Regions from separate parts of the Sus scrofa genome. Here region 2 is linked to region 1. Evidence: chromatin contacts called from public Hi-C data. All regions are on one chromosome and are shown on one strand. The core of a region is the stretch at or near the end of the contact, and the rest is flanking DNA. Distances in the headings are between cores, read along the strand shown.

Region 1 (4,556 bases), core at 1,636-4,135:
TAAGTCTACTTCTTATACTATAAGAAAGAGAAAGACAAATACAATATGATATCACTTACATGTGGAATCTAATATATGGCACAAATGGATCTATCTGTAGAAAAGAAACAAACTCATGGACATAGAGAACACACTTGTGGTTGCTGAGGGGAGGGGGAGGGAGAGGGATGGACTGGGAGTTTGGGGTTAGCAGATGCAAACTATTGTATTTGGAGTGGATAAGCAATGACTTCCTGCTGTATAGCACAGGGAAACTATATCTAATCACTTATGATGGAACATGATAGAAGATGATGAGAAAAAGAATATATCCATACCTGGGTCACTTTGCTGTACAGCAGAAGTTGACCAAACACTGTGAATCAACTATAATAATTTTTTTTTTAAATCTACTTCTTACCTCTCACTTTGACTCTCGCTGAACTCCTTCTGTGCTGAGACATAAAACAAGAATTTCAGTAAGTCCTAAGACCAGGTGTGTGATTTTAATTAAAAGACAATGGGTTTGGAATTCCCACTGTGGCTCAGTGGGTTAAGCAGCTGACATAGTGCCTGTGAGCATGAGGGTTTGATCCCTGGCCTCACTCAGTGGGTTAAGGATTCAGCTACAGTTCCTTAAGGGATATATAAATTAATATATCTTTGAGTTCTTTAGGAATTAAGGCCCCCACCCAGATGGAGGATGGAATGATGGTATTGACTCTCCTGAGTTCAGTGAACTAAAGCTTGGATTCAGTTGACCTTTGCCCCAATTTTATGCTGAATTCTCTGCTCAAGCCTTGTCATGAATATACATGTACCCTTAGCTTAAAACTTCCCCAATTTTGTGTTTTGGGGAGACATTGCTTTGGAAAAGGTCCCCGGTTTTCTCCTTAACAAGTAATAAATCCTTCCTTCTTGAGGAACTAGCAGAAAGGTGGCCTCTGTACACCAGCATCAATTAAGTCTCAGAGACAGAGTTTTGGGTGAAGCAGAATGAACAGCTTTATTGTTCTGCCAGGCAAAGGAGGCCACAGCAGGCTAACACCTCAAAACTGTGTCCTCCCTTGAGAGGGGATAGAAAGGATCTTATAGGTTTAGCCCGAAAGATTAAGGTATCTACAGTCTTCTCCCTCTTTTTTTTTTTTTTTTTTTTTGTCTTTTTGCTATTTCTTTGGGCCACTCCCGCAGCATATGGAGGTTCCCAGGCTAGGGGTCTAATCGGAGCTGTAGCCGCCGGCCTGCGCCAGAGCCACAGCAACGCGGGATCTGAGCCTTGTCTGCAACCTACACCACAGCTCACGGCAACGCCGGATCCTTAACCCACTGAGCAAGGGCAGGGACCGAACCCGCAACCTCATGGTTCCTAGTCGGATTCGTTAACCACTGCGCCACGACAGGAACTCCCCAGTCTTCTCCCTCTATGGATCATTTTAGAGTGGTCAAGGCGGGTGTCAGTCTGGTGGTGGCTTTCTTGCTGTCTTTGGGGTTATGATGGTTCCTTGCCCTTCCCTCTGGAATGAAGATTGCTTACAGGGAAGGGGTGGTGGGGGGTGTTCCAATTACAAAAAAGAACACTAAATGCAATATAACTCTAACTAAAAAGTAACCGTTAGTAAAAGAAAGCAATTAAGCAAGGACTAGATCCTTTGTGAAAAGCTAGTTAAGAGTAAGTGTGTGGGCCAAGGCAGGGCATGACATCATGAAGACTATTTTAACTAGTTTTTATCTATAATAATATTTCCTAATCATTGACTCTTTTTTTTCTCTTTTGTCATTTTAGGGCCATACCCACAGCATGTGGAGGTTCCCAGGCTAGGGATCGAATAGGTGCTGTAGGCCTACACCACAGCCACAACAACGTGCGATCCGAGCCATGTCTGCGACCACAGCTCACAGCAACGCCAGATTTTTAACCCACTGAACGGGGTCAGGGGTTGAACCCATGTCCTCATGGATACTAGCTGGGTTCTTTAACCACTGAGCCATGATGGGAACTCCCTTAATCATTAACTCTTGTGTTAGCCTTTTAAGACCAAGGCTAAAGGAAAAGTCTTTTCCTTCAAAACACAAGGACTTAAGATTTTTTTTTTTTTTTTTTCTTTTTGCCATTTCTTGGGCCACTCCCATGGCATATGGAGGTTCCCAGGCTAGGGGTCGAATCGGAGCTGTAGCTGCTGGCCTACACCACAGCCACAGCAATGCAGGATCCAAGCTGCGTCTGCGACACACATCACAGCTCAAGGCAACGCCAGATCCTTAACCCACGGAGCAAGGCCAGGGATCAAACCCGCAACCTCATGGTTCCTAGTTGGATTCGTTAACCACTGAGCCACAACGGGAACTCCAAGGACTCAAGATCTTATACAGGGTTTCAAAACCAGGACCCTACCCCAAGGCTGCACCATTTTTTCCTTGACTAATCCTCCCCAGTTTCTTCATTCCCTCCCTTAAGATCTTTAATGACTGAGACCTGTTCAAGGGCCAGCATTGCAGCCAGGCTTAGATCACAAATTGGCTTAAGCCAAAATGGATTCTTAGGAGTTCCCATTGTGGCTCAGTGGTAATAATCCCAACTACTATCCATGAGAATTCGGGTTCCATCAATCCCTGGCCTCGCTCAGTGGGTTAAGGATCCAGCGTTGCCGTGAGCTGTGGTGCATTTGCTTTTCCTTCTGCCTGGACCACCTTTCTTCCAGGTGACTTAACACCTGGAATACCTATTCTCTCTTTCTTGAATTCAGATTTCTATTAAAATAACCGCTTCTGGGAGAAGATTTATCTGATCAGGCTATTTTGCACCTTCCACTCTCAATCTCTTTATTTCTTTATATTGTCTTTTTTTTTCTTCATAGCATTTATCACGCTTGGACTCTATCTCTTTATTGGATGTCTCCCCACCCGGCTACACACACTGGAAGGTAAGCTCCCTGAGGGCAAGGGCTTTGTTTTTTCACCGCTGCCTTGTACTTAGCATGGCAAATAGCGGGTATTCAATAAATATCCGCTGAATGAATAAATAAATAAGCCACCTTCATCTCAAATACACAGAGTTACTACCAAGAACATGCAAAAATACAATACTTGAAGACCTCTGAATACGACTCCTTTGGGCTCCAGGAATGTGGTTGTGCACACTTAGCGCTTCTGCTACACGTCCCCCTCTTAGAAGACATACGGTAGCACTTCCTCCTTCGCTCAAAATCTCGCACTAATCTCGGAAAAGGAGGGGGCAGAGGGTTACGTCACCATCCTGCGACAGCCTGCCCCGAGACGCGCCAGCAGCTGGCTCAGCCTTTCGCTCCCCGGCCTCCCCCTCCCTGGTTCCGCGCTCTGGTTCCGCCATGGAATCTAACAAGGATGAAGCCGAGCGCTGTATTAGCATCGCCCTCAAGGCCATCCAGAGCAACCAGCATGACAGGGCGCTCCGCTTCCTGGAGAAGGCGCAGCGGCTGTACCCGACCCCGCGAGTTCGCGGTGAGTGTGAGGTGCCGGAGACACAGAGGGGACATTAGAACTGATGGGGGGAATATGGGAACGGACCGACGGGATCAGTTGGAGGAGGGGGAGGGGTGGCGAGGCGCGGCTACGCCTGCGTACTGAGACGCGCGGTGGCCGCTGGGAGGTGTAGTGTTCGGCTCTCCCACTTCTCTGGGATGCTGGACACCTAATGAGAGGGGCCACAGCGACGTCAGCTTTCCTGGGGCTTGCGGACCCCTCTGAGATTTGGAGTTCCCAAGAATGAGAGGCGCTGGCAGGTGGGACGAAAGGAACTTACCTGGAAGCGAAATTGAACTACTTTTCCCAAGGGGCCATTCGGTGGCTGGGAGCCAGTTGCCGGTTTGGGAAATATTATAGTTTAGGAAAATAAACAACTCCTCTGACGGAGAGAATAGGTTCTAGAGAGGGAAAGAGGACTTCCGACCTTCGATCGGCCTGAAAAAGCGTCTCCATATTTTCTCACCCGGGGAGGGCCAGGGATCACCCTCCCCAAACGAGAGCCTACCTTCTTCCCATTCCACACAGTCTGCCCTGTGACTGTGGCTGAAAATGCGGCCTCTGTACACCTGCACCAGTTAAGTCTTGGAGACAGGAGACAGAGTTTTGAGGAAGAGAAAGAACAGCTTTATTGCTTTGCCAGGCAAAGGAGGACACAGCAGCCTAATGCCTCAGAACTATCTCCTGACCTGAGAGGGGATGGCAAGGGATTTTATGGCTTTAGCCCAGAAGTCAGGGTTATTGATTAAGGTGTCCATATTAGTCTTCATCCATAGGTCATTTCAGAGTTGTCAAGGCTGGTGTCAGTGGGTCCGGTGATGATTTCTAGTTGTCCTCAGAGTTATCGTTCCTTGCCCTTCCCTATGGAATGAAGATTGCTTACTGGGAAGGGGTGTTAGGGAGTGTTTCAATTACAAAAGAAAACACTAGATGCAATATAACTCTAACTAGAAAGTAAATATTAGTAATACGTTAGTGGGCCACAGCAGAACATCACGTAATGGACTGTTTTAACTAGTTTTTGGCTGTAACAATATTTCCTAATCATTACGCATTGAATCAGCCTTTGGAGACTGAGG
Region 2 (3,959 bases), core at 925-3,424, 260 kb before region 1:
ATCTTTGGAGTTCCTTGATGGCCTAGGACTTAAGGATCCAGTATTGTCACTGCTGTGGCTTGGGTTGGGTCACTGCTACGGTGGGTGTTTGGTCCCTGGCCCAGGAACTTCTGCATGCTGTGGAGGAAAAAAATGAAAAAAAAAATTTGACCTTTGTTCAGCATTTTTGCATTGATAACTTTTTTTCTTATTCTGAAAAACACTTAACTCAGCCATGATTAACTTAACTAGTTAAGATTCCATGAGCCCCCAAAGTGTTCCAAGATAATCTATGCCACAACTTGAAATTCCAACCATTAGCATTAATGGACATACTGCCAAATACCCATTAGTAAACCGGGAAGAATGTCTTTATCAGATTTCTCACTCAACAGAGAACAGGCTTTAAATGGAAAGACACACAGAAAAGGTACATTTTAATAGCTGAGAAGCAAATCAGAAAAGATTCCTGGAGTTCCTGCTGAGGCTCAGGGGGTTAAGGACCTGATGTTGTCTCTGTGAGGATGGGGGTTCAATACCTGGCCTCGCTCAGTGGGTTAAGCTTCTGGTGCTGCCACAAGCTGAAGCGTGGGTTGAAGATATGGCTGGGATCCAGTGCTGCCATGGCTGTGACGTAGGCTCCCGCTCCAGCTCTGATTCAACCCTTGTTCTGGCTGCCTTCGTTTCCATGGTTGTAGCCTGGGAACTTCCATGTGCTGCAGGTGCGGCCATAAAAAGAAAAAAATTTTTAATTAAAAAAATAAAGATTCCTGCTATTCCCATTGTGGTGCAGTGGAAATGAATCTAATTAGGAACCATGAGGTTGCAGGCCTCGCTCAGTAGGTTAAGGATCTGGTATTGCCGTAAACTATTTTGTAGGTTGCAGACCCGGCTTGGATACTGCATTGCTGTGGCTGTGGCGTAGGCTGGCAGCTGTAGCTCTGACTTGACCCCTAGTCTGGGAATCTCCATGTGCCGGGGGTGCAGCCCTAAAATGCAAAATAAATAAATAAATAAATAAATAAATAAATAAATAAATATTCCCAATTCTTGTGTCAAGATGATCCAGGGACAGTAGATTGAAGATGTCTTTGGTGTTCTTTCTATCAGGTCTGTGCCAGCCATACCATTTGATACATTACCTAGGGAGGGGTCATAGCCCGCTTCCCCATCTACAATTCACAAAAACCGTTTTCATCAACAGGATGGTTGGAACAAACATGGGGTTGCCTGTAAAGTGCTAGCGCAGTGCCAAGAACATAACGATCTGTCCTTCTTGGGATAGTGGGGAGGGAGAGTCCTCTGAGAAGAAATGGAGAAAATAGTTGTTTTGCTTCCTTCACAATTTAACCCAGTGATAGTTCTGGCTGCCTTCTTTTGTTTCCATGGTTGTAGCCTTTGCTACAGCTCTGCTAAGGAAAGTATTTATTTATTTTTGACTGTACCCCCCAGAATGCAAAACTTCTCGGTCAGGGATCAAATCCACACCACACCAGCAACTGGAGCCACACCAGTGACACCCTGGACCCTTTAACCAATAGGCCACCAGAATCTAGAACTAGGAAATTCCTGAAGAAACTTTTAAATTCCATCATATCATAATCAAAATATTGTCATTCTCTTGAGACTTTTCCATTCTCACTCCTGACAGCAACCTCTGAGGAAAAAAAATGTTACTAGTAGCTCGGTGACTAAACTCTCCAATCATATTAGCTTGCAAAGAGAACTTCTGAAAAACCTAAATAATAGACAATGCGGTGAGTCGGTTTCTAAATTTAAAAAAGCTTCAAGGTCAGGAAACAGGCAAATTTCACCAGAAGCCTAAACCTAAACGCAGTTCGAAAAGAACAATTCCCAACTCACTGTGGTCCAGTTTTCTTTTCATTGTCTCCTGTTTTGCTTAGTCAACACATAAAGGGGCATCAACGAGGCGGAAGCCGGCACACTAAATCTCTTTCACAGACATCTATACCACTAGCGCGTGGAGGGTGAACCGCCAGAGAAAAATCCGGAGAGCTTCCACTGTCCCGCCTAAATACTGAGGCCGGGGCGGGGCCCGAGGCCGGGGCGGGGCCCGAGGCCGGGGCGGGGCCCAAGGCCGGGGCGGGGCGGGTTGCCTGGCCCCTCCCCACTCCCTATCCTCCATGCCCCGCCCACACGCATTTCGCCACGATCCCGACAGCCCTAGCGGCTAGAAGGGTTACGTGAGGGTGGGCGGCGGAGCTGGAGGCTTAACTTTGTTGCTCTCTTCATCTCTATGGTTTTCCGAGGTGCGCGGCTTTGACGGAGAAGCAGCTGAAGCTCCGCTGTAGACGGGTGAGTCCTGTACTCTCAAGGGTATGAGGCGAGACACGTTTAGAGAAGATGAAAGGAAGGATGATGCGAAAAGCTTTAGGGACCTGACCTCCGGGACTGGCCGTTTGTCTGCTCCGGAATTAGCAACTTCTCTGGTCGACCGGGATAGCTGTCTCTCCCTGATGTGCTCAGTTTAGGGGCTTGAGAGCAGTCCTTAGTCCTGCCGGCTTCCTTTCCTCCGCTTTCTTTGACCTCACCTGGTCCCTTCTTCCTGTCCCAGGAGAACTTCTCCTGCCGAGTTCCCAGCTGCAGGGTTCACTTGAGCTTCGACGTCCCTCTTCGGGCGACCAAAGACATCCCCTGGGATTTGTGGATGTGGTTGGAAGTGGGTGGGGACTTTATTGTTAAATGTCTGATGGGGCCAAGTATTAATCATTGAAACAAAACCAAAAAAAATGAAAAAAAAATTGATGGGGAGCTGAAGGAACAAAACAAAGTTCAGGCTTCTTAGACTGTTCGGTTTTTGCCTTTCCCAGTGCCTTACCTGTTTTTATTCTCCCTCAGGTTCCCTTACCACCATCTCATTTTGGCCCACAATGCGGTGTTTTGAGAATGAGCCGGGGTTTATTGACTCAAGCTGAATGTTGGGAGGAGAGTTTAAAACTGTTTAAGTTGCCAGTCTCTATGATCTTATTGTTTATGGTTTCTATACCCTCCCTTTCGGATGCCTGAAAAGTATTGTAGCTATTTGTAAAGCTAAGTAGAAAAACCATTTTATAGCTGAGGGACTGGAGTAAAAGAAAAATTCTCCTTGTGGTACCTGGAAATACCTATTTTCTTTCAGTTTCATAAGCAGATGTTTCTATCAGTTATTGGGTGCTTTCTTGGGCATACCTTTGTTTATGTTAAAGTATTCCTTTGAATTACATGTGCAGGTGATCTAGCAGTAGAAAGGGTGCAACAGTTTGGGGTTGATAGCTGTAGGAGAGTTTAGATTTCATTAAATGATATGACACACAAAATGTCAGCATCTGGAGACAGTGGTGTTGGCCAGGTTGACCAACCCATTATCTTCCTGCTTTGGGTAAGGTAATGTTAAATATTGCCTTATTCTAAAAACTTTTTAGAACCCACTGCCACTTGCTTGTGAGACGGTAGCTCTGGTCTCCAGCTACTCTTAAGTTTCATTGCTGAGAATTATGAGACCAAAAACAAGCCTAACAAAAAGTAAAAATTCAGGAGTGGATTTTGTGCCTGAGGAGAAAAGGAAAGAGTGACAGAAACTAGTAAGAGCAAGAGAGCCAAAGAGTGTATTGCTGTCTCCATTTATAATCAGTAGAACATTTACAATATTCAGTAGACCTTTTGCATTCCCAGGGGGTGCATCTTGGGACTGACTTTCCTGTATTTTAACAATGATATGTAATTTCTCCCAAAATGTAATACTATGTAAAATTATTATAATGAATCTGACTCGTCAGATCTTATATTATTTATAATTATAAGGCTAAAGTAATTGATAAAGTTATTACACCTAATTCGGCCACTTTAAATCTTTAATTTTCCCTATTTAACAATTTTTACAGTGGCTGCAGCTCTTGGTGAACATTTACCAATTTTTTCCATATGAAGTAGTTTAATATTCCCTTTAAAAGTGAACCATTTTTGTAGTTCCCATTGTGGCT

What was found. A called contact is a pair of places that touch in the nucleus more often than the background predicts.
Region 2: a Hi-C map of liver shows a contact between it and region 1, with 3 times the contacts expected there. The contact joins the promoter of MICU1 here to the promoter of DNAJB12 in region 1. A contact is called at or near these places in 1 of 5 promoter capture datasets (liver), 2 of 47 Hi-C or Micro-C datasets (embryonic fibroblasts and liver) and 1 of 2 datasets of contacts at active chromatin or transcription factors (alveolar macrophages).

The regions. Positions count from the first base shown.
Region 1 is chr14:75,188,438-75,192,993 of Sscrofa11.1, reverse strand. DNAJB12 (dnaJ homolog subfamily B member 12) reads left to right here and starts at 2,885. Exons shown (of 9, transcript XM_013983329.1): 1 at 2,885-2,900; 2 at 3,031-3,456. The coding sequence starts at 3,324.
Region 2 is chr14:75,443,813-75,447,771 of Sscrofa11.1, reverse strand. It overlaps MICU1 (mitochondrial calcium uptake 1), which reads left to right and starts at 2,174. Exons shown (of 12, transcript NM_001243605.1): 1 at 2,174-2,295.